Regions from separate parts of the Mus musculus genome. Here region 1 is linked to region 2. A link is a contact called in public HiChIP or PLAC-seq data. All regions are on one chromosome and are shown on one strand. The core of a region is the stretch at or near the end of the contact, and the rest is flanking DNA. Distances in the headings are between cores, read along the strand shown.

What was found. HiChIP or PLAC-seq counts read pairs in DNA pulled down with a chosen protein or histone mark.
Region 1: a contact with region 2 is called in an H3K4me3 HiChIP or PLAC-seq map of bone marrow-derived macrophages, with 4 times the contacts expected there. The contact joins the enhancer-like site here to the promoter of 1110002J07Rik in region 2. A contact is called at or near these places in 1 of 15 datasets of contacts at CTCF or cohesin (the NIH/3T3 cell line), 6 of 484 Hi-C or Micro-C datasets (the N1E-115 cell line, bone marrow-derived macrophages, embryonic fibroblasts and 3 more), 20 of 115 datasets of contacts at active chromatin or transcription factors (the NIH/3T3 cell line, bone marrow-derived macrophages, differentiating embryonic stem cells and 11 more) and 2 of 9 other capture datasets (embryonic stem cells and liver).

The regions. Positions count from the first base shown.
Region 1 is chr10:67,251,012-67,253,782 of GRCm38.p6, reverse strand. The region is part of intron 24 of Jmjd1c (jumonji domain containing 1C); the gene reads right to left. Among named protein-coding and RNA genes, the nearest start is that of Nrbf2, 33 kb to the left of the region's middle. Within about 2 kb of position 1,277, at least 32 of the 459 cell types and tissues checked have an H3K27ac peak or open chromatin away from gene starts, as enhancers often do. A contact at or near this core is called in bone marrow-derived macrophages and uterus, where this site is marked.
Region 2 is chr10:66,918,871-66,921,695 of GRCm38.p6, reverse strand. 1110002J07Rik (RIKEN cDNA 1110002J07 gene) reads left to right here and starts at 1,312. Exons shown (of 5, transcript NR_138561.1): 1 at 1,312-1,526.

The DNA of each region.
Region 1 (2,771 bases), core at 28-2,527, 330 kb before region 2:
ACATCCTTGTTCCTAATAACTGCTTTCTCTTAATGCTTTGTATAGCAGAGGAAGGCCCAAGGGGATCTAATGTGAGATTTTAAAATTGTCTTTAGGTTGTCTTCAAATGATGTTTTAAAACGCCATAAAAATTCCTGGGAAAGAAGGAACAACTGAAAAACTAAGCACTTCCATTTAGTCTAGTTTTGAAGTTTGCAAAACAAATGTAATTGGGAAGAGTGAGATGAGGCAGAGAGGAAGTGGGAAATGGAGACTGTGGCAGAGTCTAACTGATGACAGGGGGATGGGACTCCAGAGGGGCTACAATTCCTCCTCTGGACATATGACCACCTGAGCAGCTGCTGAAGTCTGCAGAGTTGTTTAACTCAAGCACTGGCCTCTAGTGACAAGCTGGTAGCATCATAAAGTAAGCGCTCTGTTTCTGGGCTCACTGGGATGCTGGTTCCTCTGGAGAGTAACAGTGGGAGCCTCACATGTCTCCCTGGGTCTTCCTTATGTCTGTAGAACAGATGCTCTATTCACAACAGTAGACTATGGATGAGATGCTCAGCTCCTGTCCCAAGACAAATCAGCCAATAAATGGCAAGTCAACAGGAGGCCAACTCCTGTGATGTCTTGTCTAACAGATGCTTTACACTGCTACATTAACTCTCATACCAGCTACACAGTCTCCAATGCCTGTGTCTCCTATGTCTTATCTGGGCATGCTGTGGGGAGAGTGAGTCCTTCAGGAGTCTTAGCAGTTACCTTTGGTATGTTTAGCTCTAGCATGACCTAAAATCAGTTGTAGCTCTCACTCCCATCTTTTGTTCAATGTCTTGTTCTTTTCACTCTCTTCATCCTCTGTCCTCGTGCTTTGCTCTCTGAGTTGTCTGTAAGCCCCAGGTCTGGAGTGTGCGTGCGTCACTCCAGGCTGACAGAGGGGCTGGGCATCTGCACATTACTATGTGAGCTCTGGTAAGCATCTTCCCTTTCCCCAAGCGCTGGGTCCTGGTCACTGAGAGCTGCAGCAGTCCTTCTCGCCACTCTGTAGAGTCTCTGAAAAGGCTCTATTTCTTGCTGGGCGTGGTCAGGAAGGAACTGTCCCATTTTTTTTTTTTTTTTTTCTTTCCAGTGGTTAGCTGTGTGCTGACAGAGATTTCCTTAAAGAGACTTTCTTTTAAAAGTGCCTCCTGGCTCTTCTGAACTTTGTGTCACTGCCCAGAGCTCGGAGAGGCTGTGTCAGCACTGACAATTTATGGCTGCTTTAAACTGTTTTCCTGCTCACAGGACTGTATGTTTCTGACAACCGCTATCTGGTGGATCTCTCGGGAAGCTTGAGTCCAGCTCTAAAGCAGCACAGCACTGAGTTCCCATTCCATTCACGCCCTCTCTTTAGCCATCCAAGCCACTAGTCATCCTGGCTGGGATTCTAAGGAGGGAGGGAGGAAAACAAAGCCTTTCACGTTTATAGTCAGAGTGTCATCTTTTCAAAAGGGATTCTTCATTATCTTGGTACAGTATCTGGTTGTCTGGGAAGATATTATGTGAGAAGGTTTTGCCATGCATTTCTTCTGGACAATTTCTTCTGCAGACAATTTGCAACTCTTAAAAATATCAAGTCACAGTGCTGAACCAGTCTAGAAACTAAGGGCAAACTTATTAATTCATGTTCTTTTCCTTTCTGTTTCTCTCCCTGTTGTGGACTGGGAGGTGGGGGTGGGCGTGGTGGGGAAGGGAGAGACTGTTTCTCCCCAGTCACTGCTCAGAGGCTAGAAACGCCATCCTGCTGCTGTCCTAGCAGTGTTAGTCCGAGAGAAGCAGTGTCACATGGTTCAGTGTGAACATCTATCAGAGTGTAGTTCCCAGGTGGTAACATCAGGATTGACTATCAGAACTGTGAAAGCGCAGGTTCCTCCCAACCAGACTTCCAAAGATCAGCAAAACTAGGAGTGGGGTTGGCACCTGAGTGTGACTAAGCCTCCCAGAAAGGAAATCGACATCAGACTGCTGCGAATCTCAAGCCAGCCCCATCATAACAAAACACCATCATCTCAAACTGCTGTCCTTTCCTTCAAACCCCAACCACAGGCTAAATAATACATCTCAAAGGAGCAAGGGCTATCGAGGAAGCAGAGAAAATGAAACACACCCGTGGGGAAAGGGCCAACCATTTTAGAGGACAGAGGGAGCTTCTTAAAAGCTAGTTGTACATTTATCGTTTAACTAGGCACATCCCACTAGCCAATATTTACCAAGTGAAAGACCATGTTGGTATAGAAGCCTACCTGTAAATATTTATATGTATTTATTGTCTAAAATAAAAACAACCCAAATGTATTGCAGTTGGAAAGCCCGAGCTCTCTCCTCCTCAAATTCCCGTGCTGCCACAGCTCACTAGCAACAAAACAGACCACGGTTCTAAACACTATTGATGATGCTAAAGTTCATTGTAAAGAAAAGCCAGAGTTACCGAGTATTTATTGTGGGTAAGAAAGGTGGCTCAGTGGTTAAGAACAGGTACTACTGTGAGTTAAGTTGCCAGCTTACATATGGTTAACACCCATGCACATAAACACATGAGTACATAATTTACAAAGCTGTGCCATAACAAAGAATGGCCGCCGCAATGGTCATATTTGGAAGCTCAGCAACTGAAATGAGGTGCGGTGGCACACACCATAACCCCAGCACTCGGGAGCAAGAGGCAACAAAACTACTGCGTTCAAAGAGAGCCAGGTCTACAAGCAAGACTCTTTCAAACAACCCGGTACTTGGAAGGCTGACAGGAG
Region 2 (2,825 bases), core at 63-2,562:
AAGGCAGGAGGATGCCAAAGTACGCGGGGCAAGTTGGGTGTGAGCGGAGACGGGGGCCTTAATGGAGGGCCTGGCACTGTGACAGTGTGCAGGCCCAGTCTGGCCTGTGCGGCAGCTGCACAAGTTTTCCGGGACCGCAGCCAGCTGGTGGCTCATGGCAATGGTTTCTGGGTCCTGGCTCTGTCCCAAAACAGGCTGGAGCTCCTTAGTGTGATCCGGCCATGGCTTTGTTCTGACTCCAAGATGAAGTTTGGCTCCTGAACCAGAAAGGGGAAGGCAGGTCCATGCCCCCTTAACCCACGCTCTCCTTCCAACCAATCTGATACAGGGGACCGAGGGCGGGAGCAGAGTTAAAAGTCTAATGCTATGCAGGGTGGTTCCGCCCCCTTTGGGTCTCCTCAGCGCACCTCGACGCTAACCTTTGAACACTGAGCGCCAGCTGAGACTGAGGTCACTAAGTGCTTCAGTCTAAGGCAGAAGTCTAGAAGGTCCAGGAACACTTGGAGGTGACCCCAAACTGAGTTGCAACAATGCACGCCTTGGTTTTGCAAGACATATGATCTCCCAAATCAGGGTCTCTGAAACAGGCTACCCGGAAATCCACAGAGCTCTCAAAACAAGGTGACTCCTAATCTCCATCTCACGTTCGGTGACCATTTCCAACGGTGATGTTCCTTGACACGAAGGCTTCACTTTAAGGCATCTTTAGGACGTTTTGGTATCTGTATTGATTAGATTAGGCCATCTAAGGCAAGGCAGAAGGAGCTTGTAGACAAAGCTCCTAGACGAGACTCCAGCCTCCCGCGGCAGCTTGCTGTCCCAGCCCCTCCCATCTGGGGCTCTGAAATCGGCTTGTAAAATATAGGCTTTATTTGTAGGCTTCTCCCTCTAGTTTCAGGCTAATTCTCCTAGATTGAGAGTAACACAATAAAAGCAAGAAATTTTGTTTTGCTTGTTTGTTTGGAGTGCTTTCCTCCCCCCCCCCCCAACTCTTTTTTTGGAAACTGCAACCTCGGATCCCCACAGAGGCTGGGGGGGGGGGGGGGAGGAGTTAAGAACATCAATCAGTTTCGCAGCTGGAGGCTGAGGCTTTCCTCAGGGAAGACTTTTTACATAAAACAGATTGTACTTTGTCCTTGCCAGGGCAGACAAAGGTTTAAATTAAATATGCAGCAAGCTCCAGTTGGCTGCCTGCCACCACCCCGAGGTAGGGGGAAGGGAGACCGTGTCCCCCGCTCGCCTGACTCACTCAGTGTTTTTTTTTTTTTTTTTTTTTTCCCCTTCCCATTTCTGTTACTTCAGTGGAAGGCGCCTGCAGTCTTGGGTTGGGTTTTTCTGTAAATGCACTCTGTGAGAGATACGCAGCCTTCTGGGACCTTGGCTTCCTCTTCCATGCAAAGAGGGAGGTGACCTTTGAAGGTCTCTTCCGTATTTAACCTTTTCCGTTTTCTCTGATCTCGGTGGCAGGGATTTTCAGCAAATGCCCTAACCCTCTCTGTAGGGGGCTCACGTTCACCATTTCCAGGGTGAGTTCATCTCTGTGTAACTCGTCCTTACCTGGAGTGACTGGGTGTGTGATCTATTCTCACCATTCCTGGGGTGATCTCATCGATGTGTGATGCATCTTCACCATTCCTGGAGTAACCTCATCCATGTGAGATACATCCTTATCATTTCTGGGGTAACCTCATCTATATGTGATCTACCCTCCATTCCTGGGGTGACCTCATCTGTGTGGCACACAATGTGATTATAAAAAGACAAAGAGGTATAAGAACATGTTCTATGGGGGTGTGGTGAGGGGGGGGTGCCTCAGTGGGCCCATGCCAATGCATCCTTTCTCCCTGAAGGACCAGCCACATTCTATACTATTATATTGTATAGAATAGAATTTATTCAGGGCATGGGGAGAGGAGTTAAGTGGATAGTAGAGGCAGAGAAAGGCAGAGAGAGAGAGAGAGAGAGAGCAGAGAAGTAGAGGCCGGCCATGACCACAGGGAGAGAGGGAGAAGGGAAGGGGGAAGGGAAGAGCCCAAGAGGGCACGAGAGAAGCAAGCCGGGAAGGAGTAAGAGAGGGAGGAGGGGGCAAGCAGCCCCTTTTGTAGTGGGCCAGGCCTACCTGGCTGTTGCCAGGTAATTGTAAGATGGAATTTAGACAGAGTGCTAACCGTACACATCTTCACCATTCTGGGGATGATTTATGGATGGAAAAAAAGAGAAAGAAATGGGAGGAGCTCAGGATGTTCTTAGGTATGGTGGAGGAGAAGGTTTGTGACAGACATAAGAGAGAATACAGAATATGGACAAAAAGAGGCATCTGGGAGAGTGCAGAGTGAACATTGCCAGACTGAGCTGGACTATGTGGAGAGAGAGAGGCAGGGAAAGCAAGAAAGGAGACACTAACAAAGAGGGGTAGCCTGGGCTAAGAGATAATGTAACCGAAATGGCTGAATTGTATAGGAGCCAGAGAGGCTGGGGGAAGGGAAAACCCAGTCCAGCCTCGTGGCTGGAGAAGTTTAGGGTATGGGGTGGAGTATGCCAGCCAGGAGGACCCTGGAATGGGTAGAGACTCAGGGATGGTGGGAAAACTTGGTGGCCAGGGTCAGCTTTGATATGGTAATAGTAACCTCTGTTAGCTGTTTGTCTTGGGTTTGAGACCTAACAGTTTGATTTATATGTGATCCATCCTCACCATTCCAGGCATGACTTCCTCACCTCATCTATGTGTGATCCATCCTTGACATTCCTGGGGTGACTGGGTGTGTGAAGGTCTAACTCCACCTCCACCCCACCCCCACTCCAGACCTCTTGGACCAGCCAGCCAT